Regions from separate parts of the Nomascus leucogenys genome. Here region 2 is linked to region 1. The links are chromatin contacts, called in public Hi-C maps. All regions are on one chromosome and are shown on one strand. The core of a region is the stretch at or near the end of the contact, and the rest is flanking DNA. Distances in the headings are between cores, read along the strand shown. Region 1 overlaps STAT4 (signal transducer and activator of transcription 4). Region 2 overlaps STAT4 (signal transducer and activator of transcription 4).

What was found. A called contact is a pair of places that touch in the nucleus more often than the background predicts.
Region 2: a contact with region 1 is called in a Hi-C map of a lymphoblastoid cell line, with 4 times the contacts expected there. The contact joins two enhancer-like sites. A contact is called at or near these places in 2 of 4 Hi-C or Micro-C datasets (a lymphoblastoid cell line and an unstated tissue).

The regions. Positions count from the first base shown.
Region 1 is chr22a:91,400,462-91,406,277 of Asia_NLE_v1, reverse strand. The region is part of intron 15 of STAT4 (signal transducer and activator of transcription 4); the gene reads left to right. Among named protein-coding and RNA genes, the nearest start is that of STAT1, 35 kb to the right of the region's middle. Within about 2 kb of position 1,902, the one cell type or tissue checked has an H3K27ac peak away from gene starts, as active enhancers do. A contact at or near this core is called in a lymphoblastoid cell line, where this site is marked.
Region 2 is chr22a:91,503,623-91,510,241 of Asia_NLE_v1, reverse strand. It overlaps STAT4 (signal transducer and activator of transcription 4), which reads left to right. Exons shown (of 25, transcript XM_030803606.1): 3 at 4,288-4,416; 4 at 5,732-5,876. Among named protein-coding and RNA genes, the nearest start is that of STAT4, 27 kb to the left of the region's middle. Within about 2 kb of position 4,436, the one cell type or tissue checked has an H3K27ac peak away from gene starts, as active enhancers do. A contact at or near this core is called in a lymphoblastoid cell line, where this site is marked.

The sequences.
Region 1 (5,816 bases), core at 653-3,152:
ATCGCAACCTCATTTTCAAGTTTCAAAAAGTTCCTATTGCTTATCTGTGAGCACCTGTAGCCTGCTAAGAATGTCTTCAACAATCCTCATGTGGCTTTTACTATATACTGGACACTAACAGCTTCACTAATACTGATTTCTGTAACTCTTGCAACAAGACTGTGAAGTAGGTACTATTAGCTTCATACTTATTTCAGTTATGGAAACTGAGGCACAGAGTGGTCACACAGCTTACTCAAGATTGAGGGGGCAGTTGATGGCAGGGCCAAGATAAAACCGTGGCAGTCTGCTCCCGGCCCCTCTCCTATGCTGCCTCTGGGTCGCAGAACCTTCCCTGGGAGAGGCGAGCTGGTTGGCACTCCTCCTGCCCCATCACCTCACCCCATCTATCTCACAGAGTGTCTGCACCTCGCCCACCTGCTCAGAAATCATGACTGTCTCACACCATAATTTAAAATACTGCTTCCTCGGAAAATGTTGTTGACCTCTCTTGTCTACTCTGTCTCCTTTTGCACTTGTGTCGTGCCTCAGTGGGATAGTGGAGTTAGCCGTGTTGGTTTCTGCCTCTTCGGGCAATCTGAGCTTGCACAAGCCACTTAACCTCTCTAACTCCCAATTTCCTTATCTACAAAATGGTGCTAATGTTAATCTACACTTCTAAGGGTTGTTATGAGAACTGAATGAGCTGTGTGTGAGTCAGTGGTGGTGGGCTGTGTAGATGTTGGTGACGGCATTTACAGATCAGCCTCCTCTGGAGGGAACAGGTATCTATACAGATGGGAAAACTGGGCTCTAAAACATGGTACCTAACTTCAGACAACTGCTGATCTTTCTCCTTCTCTGCTCACCTGCCAAGTGCTCTGCTGGAGATGTGGTCCCTTTCAGGGGACCCTGGGCACTTCCCTCTTCCAGCTCCAGGTCCCTGAAACCTCAGGTCACCATTTGTGTATGCCCCTTTATGGGATTTCATGTCTGGGATTCCTGCTACCACTCCAATGCTCTTTACCTCCATCACACACACACACACACACACACACACACACACACACACACAAACACACACACAATTTTGGGTCCCTCCATTCTACTTTTGTGGTTGTAAGAGTTCGTATCAGATAGTTATTAAATGATTGACAATGGACAAAGATGTCATAAATGATAGTTTCCCTAAGTTGCCATTCCAGACCTCCCTAGAATTGCAGCACCCTGTGACTGTTTGAGATTACCCAAGAAGAGCTGAGCTGTCAGGACCTACAGGGGCTATTGACTTTAGGATTGGGTGAAAGGAGGAAGTTGCACAAGACCCATTCTCTTCCCAGAAAACCCAGAGATGCCAAAGAGGTACCTCAGGAACCCCATTTGCCTTGGGGGTTGGGGAAATGTGGAGCTCTGGCTCCCTCATGACTGTTTCTATCAAGGAAGCTTTATTTTACGTATTTACAGATGGAAACTCTGGTGGAAAGTTTACTTTCAAGAATATGTACCAAGGTCAAAAAAAAAAAACCATTTAGATTCATTGGACTAGACAATCTCTGAAGTTTCTCTGACTAAGATTCTTTAATCCTCAGAAGTGCAACATAGGGTAGGAGCTTTAGATTTTTTAAAATGAATTTAATTTTAAGAATTTGCTTTGGAATTTCACAACATTCCTTGAGGAATCTGTAGACACGCTATCATAAAATCAACTTTAGCAAGCACTGCCTTTCTCTCCCCTCTATTCTCTCCTGGGAAGAGTCAATGTGAATAAACGATTTCATCACCTAGAAAGTGGCCAGACTTTGAGACCATCAGTCTGTCCCTGTAAAATAAACATTCCCAGGAAGCAACCTTTCCCTGGAGGTCCTTATCTAGCAGGGAGCCAGCTAGAGAGTGATTATTGAAATGTGAAAACTGTTTGAATAGAGAAGCTGGAATTGCAGTCTCTCCAGTTTGCTCTTTGTCAGTGGGCTTTAACTGATAAATGACAGTTTCAGCCACAGACTGAGGTGTTAGGTAATTTTGTTTATGTGGTGGAAAATCATGAAGCACAATGAAGCTATTAGTAAAGCCTGGGTGACTTGAGTTTCATTTAACAAAATAGCCAAACAGATGTTCTTTCAAGGTTCAATGTTCTCAAACACAGACACGCTACTCACACCCCAGCTAGCCCAAGCGTTTGCACAGCAAGTTGATTTCTCGCTGAACTAATTTAAAGAGTTGCAACACTTTTTTGAGGGAGAAATTGTATAAAATTATTACTAAAACCTTAGACTTTGTAGAAGGCAGCACAGGGCTTTATGAGCTAGGCAGTGTTGTCATTTTACATTCCTGTCTTCTGATTCTGTGATTCTGTGATTAAAGGCTATCTCTCATGTGATTGGACCACTGTTTCCCTCTCTTCTTATTGTTTCCCAGGATCTAACCCACTGTCTAGCACATAATAGCTGCTCAATAAATATTCACCAAATGAAAGGGTTATTTTAATTGTTTCTATTCCACATAGTTTTCCATGGGGGACATTACAATAAATTATGGATTGTTAAGAGATGAGCAAGAAATTTGGATGAAAATCACCCTTTATCCCAGTCATATTTTTCTTAGCAGAGGTTTCTGTCAAGTTAAAAGCTATTACCATTTGTTGGCCAGGCGTGGTGGCTGATGCCTGTAATCCCAGCACTTTGGGAGGCCGAGGCTGGTGGATCACGAGGTCAGGAGAGTGAGACCATCCTGGCTAACACAGTGAAACCCTGTCTCTACTAAAAAATACAAAAAATTAGCCAGGCATGGTGGCGGGCGCCTGTAGTCCCAGCTACCGGGGTGGCTGAGGCAGGAGAATGGCGTGAACCTGAGAGGCAGAGCTTGCAGTGAGCTGAAATCGCACCACTGCACTCCAGCCTGGGTGACAGAGCAAGACTCCATCTCTCAAAAAAAAAAAAAAAGCTATTACCATTTGTTAATATATTCTAGGTTTCCAAGGTGTATTATTAGACACTGAGCAGAGGAAACAGAGAAGAATATGGTGACATCTAGACCTACCTTTCATCGGATTGTATTTTTTTTTTCCAAGTGGAGCCCTGGTTAAGTTGGTTGTCCAGTTTTCTAGTTTCTTAGCAGATTTTCCAATGGATATTTTTCTTTAGAAGTACAATACAGTCAATCCAGCTATTATATTCAGTGCCACATAATGTGATGTACCATATAATGTAAATATCATTAATATGGATATTTTGTATCTGTTATCATCTTGGATGATTAAGATGGCTTTGATACAAACTTTAATGGTGCATCTTTTTTTTTTTTTTTTTTTTTTTTGAGGTGGAGTTTCTCACTCTTGTTGCCCAGACTGGAGTGCAGCGGCGTGATCTCGGCTCACTGCAACCTCCGCCTCCAGGGTTCAAGCAATTCTCCTGCCTCAGCCTCCTGAGTAGCTGGGACTACAAGCACCCACCACCATGCCCAGCTAATTGCATTTTTTTTTAGTAGAGACGGGGTTTCACCATGTTGGCCAGGCCGGTCTTGAACTCCTGATCTCAGATGATCCACCCACCTCAACCTCCCAAAGTGCTGGGATTACAGGCGTGAGCCACTGCGCCCGGCCCTAGTGGTGCATCTTATCTATGATGTTTTTCCATTCAGTGAGGAATGGAACCTGCAAATGTGAGACTGAATAGTGTTCTAGCTTAGACTACACTGATGAAATAAGGAAGACTATGATGCTCATGCAAGCTGTGAAAATTAATAATGCTTTATTTGGTCAGAGCGTCTTTCCTCCAGTCTTGTGTACAGTATGTCAGCTTCCTTGCTGGATTTTGTTCTAAGTGTGCCTCACAATTGCATCAGAGATTTAAAGTAAACATTAGAAATTATTTTGAATCACTGAGAAAATAATCACCCTCTCACCACCCACATTTCAGTTCAGTAAAGTACTGTATAAAGCATAAAGTTTTTTTCCAAAGCTAATGGACAACCCTGAGTGTCATTGCTCTGTCTGCGGAATCCTGGTTTCTCACACTTTTAAGACCCTGATATTTGGTGGTGAACACACAGGTTCCATAACTCAAAGAGCTGAGGAAGCTATCAGTACTGAATTATCATATGTATAGTTATTAATAGCAATTAAACTATAGGCCAGGCGTGTTGGCTCATGCCTGTAATCCCAGAACTTTTGGAGGCCAAGACAGGCAGATCACTTGAGCTCAGGAGTTCAAGACCAGCCTGGCCAGTATGATAAAACCTTGTCCCTACTAAAGATACAAAAATTAGCTGGGCATAATGGCATGCTCCCGTAGTCCCAGCTACTCAGGAGGTTGAAGCAGGAGAATCGCCTGAACCCAGGAGGCGGAGGTTGCAGTGAGCCAAGATCATGCCACTGCACTCCTGCCGGGGTGACAGAGCAAGACTGTTTCTCAAAAAGAAAAAAAGAAATTAAACTATAGAGGCTGAAATGTGAGAGCAATGGGACCTATAAGAGGAAACACTAAATTTTTTCTACTCTTACTCTCCATACCTCCCTTCTGGTCACCTAAATATGTGTGGGGATTTCTCTCCACTAACAACCAGTTCTCCAGCAGACACAAACTGGGCGTCTACAATTTAACCCAATTCTAACACTCTTTACCTTAACCTACAGGCTAAGGACTTAGTCCCACAAGACTGCCCCCAACTCAGATGCCCATCGTAAGTCCCAGGTTGTGATCTGCACTTCTGACCAATCAGCAATAAATTGAGGGTTCCCACTATTCCCTCCTCAGGTCCAATGAATTTGCTAAAGCAGTTCACAAAACTCAGGGGAACATTTTACTTATATTTCCTGGTTTACTATCAAGGATATTACAAAGAATACACATGAACAGCCAAATGGAAGAGATGCACAGTGCAAGGCATGGAGAAGGGGTGTGGATCTCCCATGTCCTGTCCAGGTGCGCCACCCTCCTAGCACCTCCATGTCTTCAGCAACCCAGAAGCTTCCCAAAATCTGTTCTTTGAGGTTTTTATGAAAGCTTCATTACATACAGTTCATTACAAAGTTGATCACCTTTGCCATTGTGGATGAATTCAACTTTCAATCCCTCTCCCCTTCCCAGAGGTCAGGGAGTGGGGTAGAAGTTCCAACTCTCTAATCACATGATTGGTTCCCCTAGCAACCAACCCTCATCCTGAGACTATTTAGAAGCCCACCAAGATACACTTCATTAGGACAGAAAATGCCAGAAAATTCCAGGAATTTAGGAGCTCTGTGTCAGACAATCCTATCACTAAGGAAATTACAAACGTCTTAGGAACCTGTGTCAAGAACCAGGGTCAAAGACCAAATTTTTAGAACAGAAGACTCACCTAGCATCTCCATCTAGAAAGGTCTTAGGAGCTCTGTCTCAGCAACCAGGTGCAGGGACCAAATACAGATTTCTTATTATATCACAATATCATAGCACCTCAACTCCAAAAGTTTTCCTTCAACCATCCCCCAGCTGCAGTCCTCCCTACAAAGAAAGTCTTCTGTGGGGTTAAGGCAATGTGCTCACCCAGAATCCAGGACCCCAGAATTCTCAGCCCGGAAGACCTCAAGCCCACTTCCAGGGCCTGTGTAGGCCTCTCCAGGTCTACTCTCCCAAGCACAGTTGACACCGTCAGTGCAAACATGTCTAGGCACAGGAGAGACCTAGAGGCCACACTGGTCATGCGAGGCCCTTCACAGAGGTAGAAGCAAAGGGGGCAGGCAATGGCCCAAGATGCCTGTGCTATCTTTACCTGTGCCACCATGTTCCAGTAAGACTTCGAGGAGCTAAAACCTGGCCAATTAGGTTATGTGAAGGCTATGTCAAGGCAGGAGGCTAGAC
Region 2 (6,619 bases), core at 3,187-5,686, 100 kb before region 1:
TAGGGGAGAAAAGTTTCCTGGATAGGTTGGGACCAAACTGCACAGAACTTAAAGTGCCAAGAATTTGGATTTTTTTCTTATGGGCAGTGACAGCTTCTCCAGAAGAAAATCAGACTTTGCTTAGTAGCTTATGGAATAGCCTGAAATTGGCACTTTCTCATGTAGGGTCAGAGCAGCATAAGCTCCTGGAAACTGCCCACTGAACAAGCAAGCAGTGGGGACCAGGCCTACCTAACCAGGAAATTTACAGTGATATGGAAAGTGTGACTTTGGATTGATTGACCTATTTGGGGGTGGGTGGTAAGTTTAAGCACATGATAATAATGTCACCTGGGAGAGAAGAATCCAGAGAGTGTACCTGTGTGATATTCATCAGGGGAGAGGGAGGCAGGCCTCTCACCTTGGCATATTGCTCTAAGCATGTGTATAATCAAATTGAGTGACACTTTCTACCTTTTTTTTCAGTCTGTCTGCCTTTATTTTTGTCTTTGTTTTACTATTTTTACTTTTTTAAACATTTTTATTGATTTTTTAATATATGGTGGGGTTTTACTGTGTTGCCTGGGCTGGTCTCAAACTCCTGGGCTCAAGCAGTCCTTCCACTTCAGCCTACCAAAGTGCTGGGATTACAGGTGTGAGCCACCACGCCTGGACTTGTCTTTATTGAACCCCTACTGTGAATCAAGGGATTAAGAGCTAACTACAAGGAGATGAAATGAAAAGACCACTGAGGTGGGAAGGGAAACACCTGGGCTATTATCGGGCTCCGTGGCTAACTTATTGAGTCGTCTTGGTCACCTCACTGGGTCTCTTCAGATATGAAAGAGGATTTAGCATTAGATGGGACTAAGACTTCCTCCAACCCTGTGATTCTAGAACAGGCTGATGTCACAAAGGGAGAAGAACGCACCGTAGCAACCAGGGGCAAGGCTACTCAAGGAGAGTAGGAGGAGGCTGGGCCAGGAAGGGCAGGCACTGGTGGCCTACCCAGGAGTTGGCCCAAACCTCTGGGTCAGGTCACCCTCCTCGGAGTGAGCGGACCCCGCTGGAATTGGAGCCCAGTAAGGTCTATGAGTTTGGTGTTTTGATCCTGGCTACCCATCCCTTCTATCCCAGGGGTGGCTCATCAGGCTGAGTGGAGCCTTATACTAGGGAGAGAGGAAGCTGAAGAACTGAGCTCCAGGTAAGTAACTTTGCAGCGGATCTCGGATTGTCTAAGGAAACCACTGAAGAAAATGTATACCCCACCCCTCCACTTTACCCTGGCACTCCTGAGCCACCTGCAGTTGCAAGAGCGGCTGGGAGGGATAAGAGGGAAGAGGACGCCCGGTGAAGGGGCTCCAGCCTGGCAGTTTCTGCGTGTTAGCATTTCTAGAATAAAGAGTGGGTGGGAACTGACCCAAGTAAAGTCCCAGAGACTCGAACACTGACGCACAGGAAAGCCTCAAGTGGGAGGAGAAATGCAAATCCCCTACTGACGATGGCGTCAGCGGCTTTCTCCTAGGGACTGTGAGGGGCGCTTCTGACTTTGGACTTGAGCACCGCCTGGGACCTGTGCTGAGAGAGCGCTAGGTAAGTGGCCAGACCACACCTTCTGGCTGCCTCTTGCGAGGAGGACACGCTTATTATGCAGGGTGCTCTGAAGCTTTGCTTTCGCTTGGCGTTTTGACAATTGCTTCATTTTAACCTGCCTGAAGAGGGTTATTATAGAAGGAAGCGCCCGACTCCACGACCCACAGATGCGCCCTGGCACTGGCTCTCCGCGAAAACCGCTCCGCAGGCCAGCGCCACGGTGCCCGGGCGAATCTCCCAGCGGGGGCCAGGGGAGCTGCGGCGGCTGCGGAGGTGTGTCCTCGCGGAGGCTGAAAGTGAGCCCCTCTTCACTTTCTTAAGCCAGCTTCTCTAGAGCTGTGATGTCTGACTTTAGATTAGCGTACCTGGATTTCAGAAAAAAGCTTGCATCTACGGCAGCCGGTGACTGTGGCTTTGATGGGCGCGAGTGACATTTTAGGGCAGGTCATCTCCTTTTGCAAGCTACAGGCCACAGACCCAAAGCGGCACCACCAGCTCACAGACAGTGGGACAAAATGCCCCTTTAGTGGGATCTTCTAGGGACTGCACGCAAAAAGAACAGACAGGCACTCAGTTTTCAGAAGCAAGGTAACAGTTTTCATGAGAAAGAAATATCCCCTAGAGAGTGAAAGCAAAGAAATCTGCTGGAGGATGTCTAAAGGCGTTCCCAGAGGCTGCAGTAGAAAATGTCCTAGGACTATGTATTCCTTCTTCTTCCTTTTTTCAGCTTTGAATTCAGCTCTCCGAAAGACTCAGATCTTAGTAGTGATTTTTTCCGTGTTTATTTTTATTTTTTAAATTTTCCTTTTATTTTCTTTGACACACAATTGTAAATATTTATGGAATATAGAGTGATATTTCAATAAATATGAACAATGTGTTATGATCAAAGGATATTCAGCATATCCATCACCTCAAACATTTATCATTACTTTGTGTTGTGAATGTTCAAAATCCCCTTAGCTTTTTGAAAATATACACTAAGTTATTGTTAACCATATTCATCCTAGTGTTACAGCACTAGAACTTATTCCTCCCATCTACCTGTAAGTTTTAGTTAGAAAACAGATTTTCGTCCAAATCGTAGCAGGGGTTTAACAATAGTATGATGAAAAATTGTAATGCTATTTTCAACTCATGTTCTCTGTTGTCATTAACTAAAATAGATTGATAGATATTTTATGTTGATAGTAGCATGAGAACAAATGTTCCAATTTTGTGTGGAATATATACACACCCAATATCTGGAAAGACAAATGGTTCAGGCTCAGAAAACCTCAGGTTGCCCCTTAGAAGCCTCATACATTAGGCAGGCGTCATTTCGCCTATTTGATCTTCAAGTTTTTCCTTTTTAAAGTTGACATACTACTTATATCCACCTACCCTATTCATAGCAATGTCAGGAGTGCCACTCATTCTTCATTTAACAAGCATTGATTGAGCGTTTACAATATGCCTAGAATTGTAAAGTGTAAAGGTTTTCATAAATATAAAATGATATGCAAATAAAACATTACTTCTTTTCCCGCTTGCTTTCTCTTTAGCAAAACATTGGCAACATGTTTTTCTATAAATTTTAAGTCATTTACCAGGAGCTCAGGGAAAAGGTGCTCAAAATGATTCTATTTGAAACCTGAATAATATGTATATGAAATATATGAAATTACCCTGGTGTTGTATAGGCAAAAGGAAACCTTAGCCTATCTATGAGATATGTTGAAATGTTATGGTGATTAATCATGTAAAAGGGGGTTTGGTGTTTTTACTTGACTTAGAATTGCTGAGAAAACAACCAAAAATTTGACTTTCAAAAACATAAAATGCTGTAATTTCAAGGAGGCAGTGTCATACTAATTTCTCTGAGTTAGGAAATATGTCTACACCTTCAATTAAATTGGCCAGAGTAGGGTTACAAGGGGGAAATGCGTACTTTTGTTTTATGACAGGCTGCCAAATAGGTATCAAGTGTGGTTTCTTACTCCTTAAGTAACTTGAGGGTTTAACCACTATCAGATGTTTCTCAGAGACAAAAAGACTACATCCTTTAAGAGCTTTGCCCACCTATAGTGGATCCTCACAGAGAGAAACAAAACACATTCACTGGTTCAGAAATATTTTTAATTTAAAAAACTGGAGCCTACGAAAATGCATACATAAAATTCTTCATGAAGCTAAGACAAAATCGGACTAGAAGTCAGGAACATAAAGCTGACTCTAGAAGCCAGACAAATCTGAAATAAAGAAGAAAGAAATTTGGCAATTTCATATAAAAGAAGCTTCTTGGGGGGTTGTTCCTCAAATATAAAGTCTTAGAGGGTTTCAGGAGGTATAGTAAATGTCAAATATGTTTGCCTTCAAGTTGCTCCAAGTGTTGAGGGGACAAGAGATAGGGAAAGAGCTTGTTGATAATAGAAATCCACGTAGGCAGCTGTGGGCAGGATGTGGGGTGTTTGGGGGAGTGGGAGTGAAAGCTTTCTGGAGCAGGTGGAACAGGAGTTCATTTTAGAGCAAGGAAGGCTGTAGTTTAGGGACACAGAAAGAAGGCTGCTCCCTTCATTAGGGTTGAATTATGAAAAAAAACCATACTGAAATTTTTGTATCCTTGGATATATTGGAATTCAGTCACAACATTGACTAATTCTAAGGAAAGAAGAAAATATGTACTAGGGCTATGAACAATATTTTAAAACTCTAATTGTACCCCTTCTTTTATAGCATGTCTCAGTGGAATCAAGTCCAACAGTTAGAAATCAAGTTTTTGGAGCAGGTGGATCAATTCTATGATGACAACTTTCCCATGGAAATTCGGCATCTGTTGGCCCAGTGGATTGAAAATCAAGACTGGTAGGATCAAACATATTTTCCCTAGAAGTTGATGCACAAATGTCTGATGCTCTATCCATGTGAATTTATTTTATGGTCCACTTTTGACTCAGTAGATGCATTCTTTTCAGGTAAAGAACTTTCTCAAGGATTTGAAAAGCCTTCCCAAAGAAGGGGAATAATTGTCATTTCTGGTTCCATTCATTGTAAATGAAAACTTAATGATTCTAGTGCTTCTTTTCTCTGTAAACAAAAACCCAAATAATTTTTCATGTATTAAAAAAGAAACAAATCAATTGATTGTCAGTTCTTTATCACAGACTCAATGTAAATCAGTATTTTTTTCTCAGTAAGATTTATACTCTTCAAAGCTCTATTCATCTTATACCATTTAATTTTTTTGGCCATCTTTTTTATTGTGGTAAAATACACATAACATAAAATTTACCATTGTTTTTGGTGTACTGTTCAGTGGCATTACATATATTCACATTATTATGCAACCATCACCACTATCCATCTGCAGAACTTTTTCATCTTTCCAAACTGAAACTCTGTACTCTTTAAACAGTAACTCCCTAGTCCTCCACCCCCAACCCCTGGCAATCACCATTCTATTTTCTGTCTCTGTGAATTTGACTACTCTAGGTACTTTAGATAATTGGAATCGCACAATATTTGTCCTTTTGTAACTGACTTATTTTGCTTAGTGTAATGTTTTCAAAATTCATTCATGTTTAACAGCTATCGTATCAGAATATTCTTCCTTTTTGAAGCTCAATAATATTCCATTGTTTGTATATATCACATTTTGTTTTATAAATGTATCTGTCAATGGACATTTGGGTTGTTTAAACATTTTGGCTATTGTTAATAACTCTGCTAGGAACATTGGTATGCAAATATCTGTTTGAGTCCCTGCTTTTAATTCTTTTGGGTATATACCCAGATGTGGAATTGCTGGATCATATGGCAATTTTATGTTTAATATTTTGGGTAACTGTCATATAGTTTTCCACAGTGATTGACCATTTTTCCTTCCCACCAGCATTGCACAATTTCTCTGTATCCTCACCAACACTCATTTTCTGTTTTTTCTTTTCCTTTTTATAATAGCCACCCTAATGGGTATGAAGTGGTATCTTACTCTGATTTTACTTGAAATTCCTTAATGATTAGTGATGTTGAGCATCTCTTCATGTTTACAATTTAGTTTTTTAAAACTTTTAAAGGCTTATCACCGTGTAATAGGTTTATTGTTTTAAAGTTAATATGGTAAAAAAGTAGACATTTTACCAAGTTGTTTTCTGTTGTGTAATAATCCTTTTTTTTTTAGGGAGGCAGCTTCTAACAATGAAACCATGGCAACGATTCTTCTTCAAAACTTGTTAATACAACTGGATGAACAGTTAGGTCGTGTTTCCAAAGAGAAAAACCTACTCTTGATACACAATCTAAAAAGAATTAGGAAGGTCCTTCAGGTGAGAATGCATTCTACTTTTCCAAAATATTTGGATATATGAGTCTTAAAGTTAGTTAAAAATTAAATGTATACCCTTATATTATTTTCAAATGAAATTTTGGGGAAAATTGGGTTATCTTACCGCTTACAAATTTTGTGTTCAATTTTATTACCCAATATTTTTCATGAAATGTTGAAAATGAAATACACTAAAAGTATAGTGCATAAAATACATTACAAGTGTGTTGCATGTGGGACTTGCATGTGTCTTGTTTACTAGCTATGATCCAGTTCAACAACACTGACCAGACCACAGTTTCATGGCTTTCCAGCAGCCCTCCCTTGCCTTTGTCTTTTACATAACAAGTTAGAGTTAGTATTGTTCTCATTCCTAAATGAGAGCATCATGAGTGAATGTATTCTTCCAGATTTGGTTCGGATCTCACCCTCCTTTAAAAGTGTTGTTTGGTACTCTCTGGTTCACCCAGGCAGAGCCCATCTCTGTGTGTTTCCTCAGCACCAGAACACATCGGTACTGTGGCATTTAGTATATTCAATATTATTGCTATTTCTATGTGTTTGACTTCTCTCTCTATCATGAGTTCCTTGAGGCAAGGACTTTAGTGTTCAACTTTGAATTTGCAGCACCCAGCATAAGTCTGGACTTGTGGTAGATGTGCAATGTTTACTGATTAAGGGGTGAGTAAATGAAGTAAGCGAATCAGGGATCTAAAGAATTAAAAGCAAGCTAATATGGAGCCT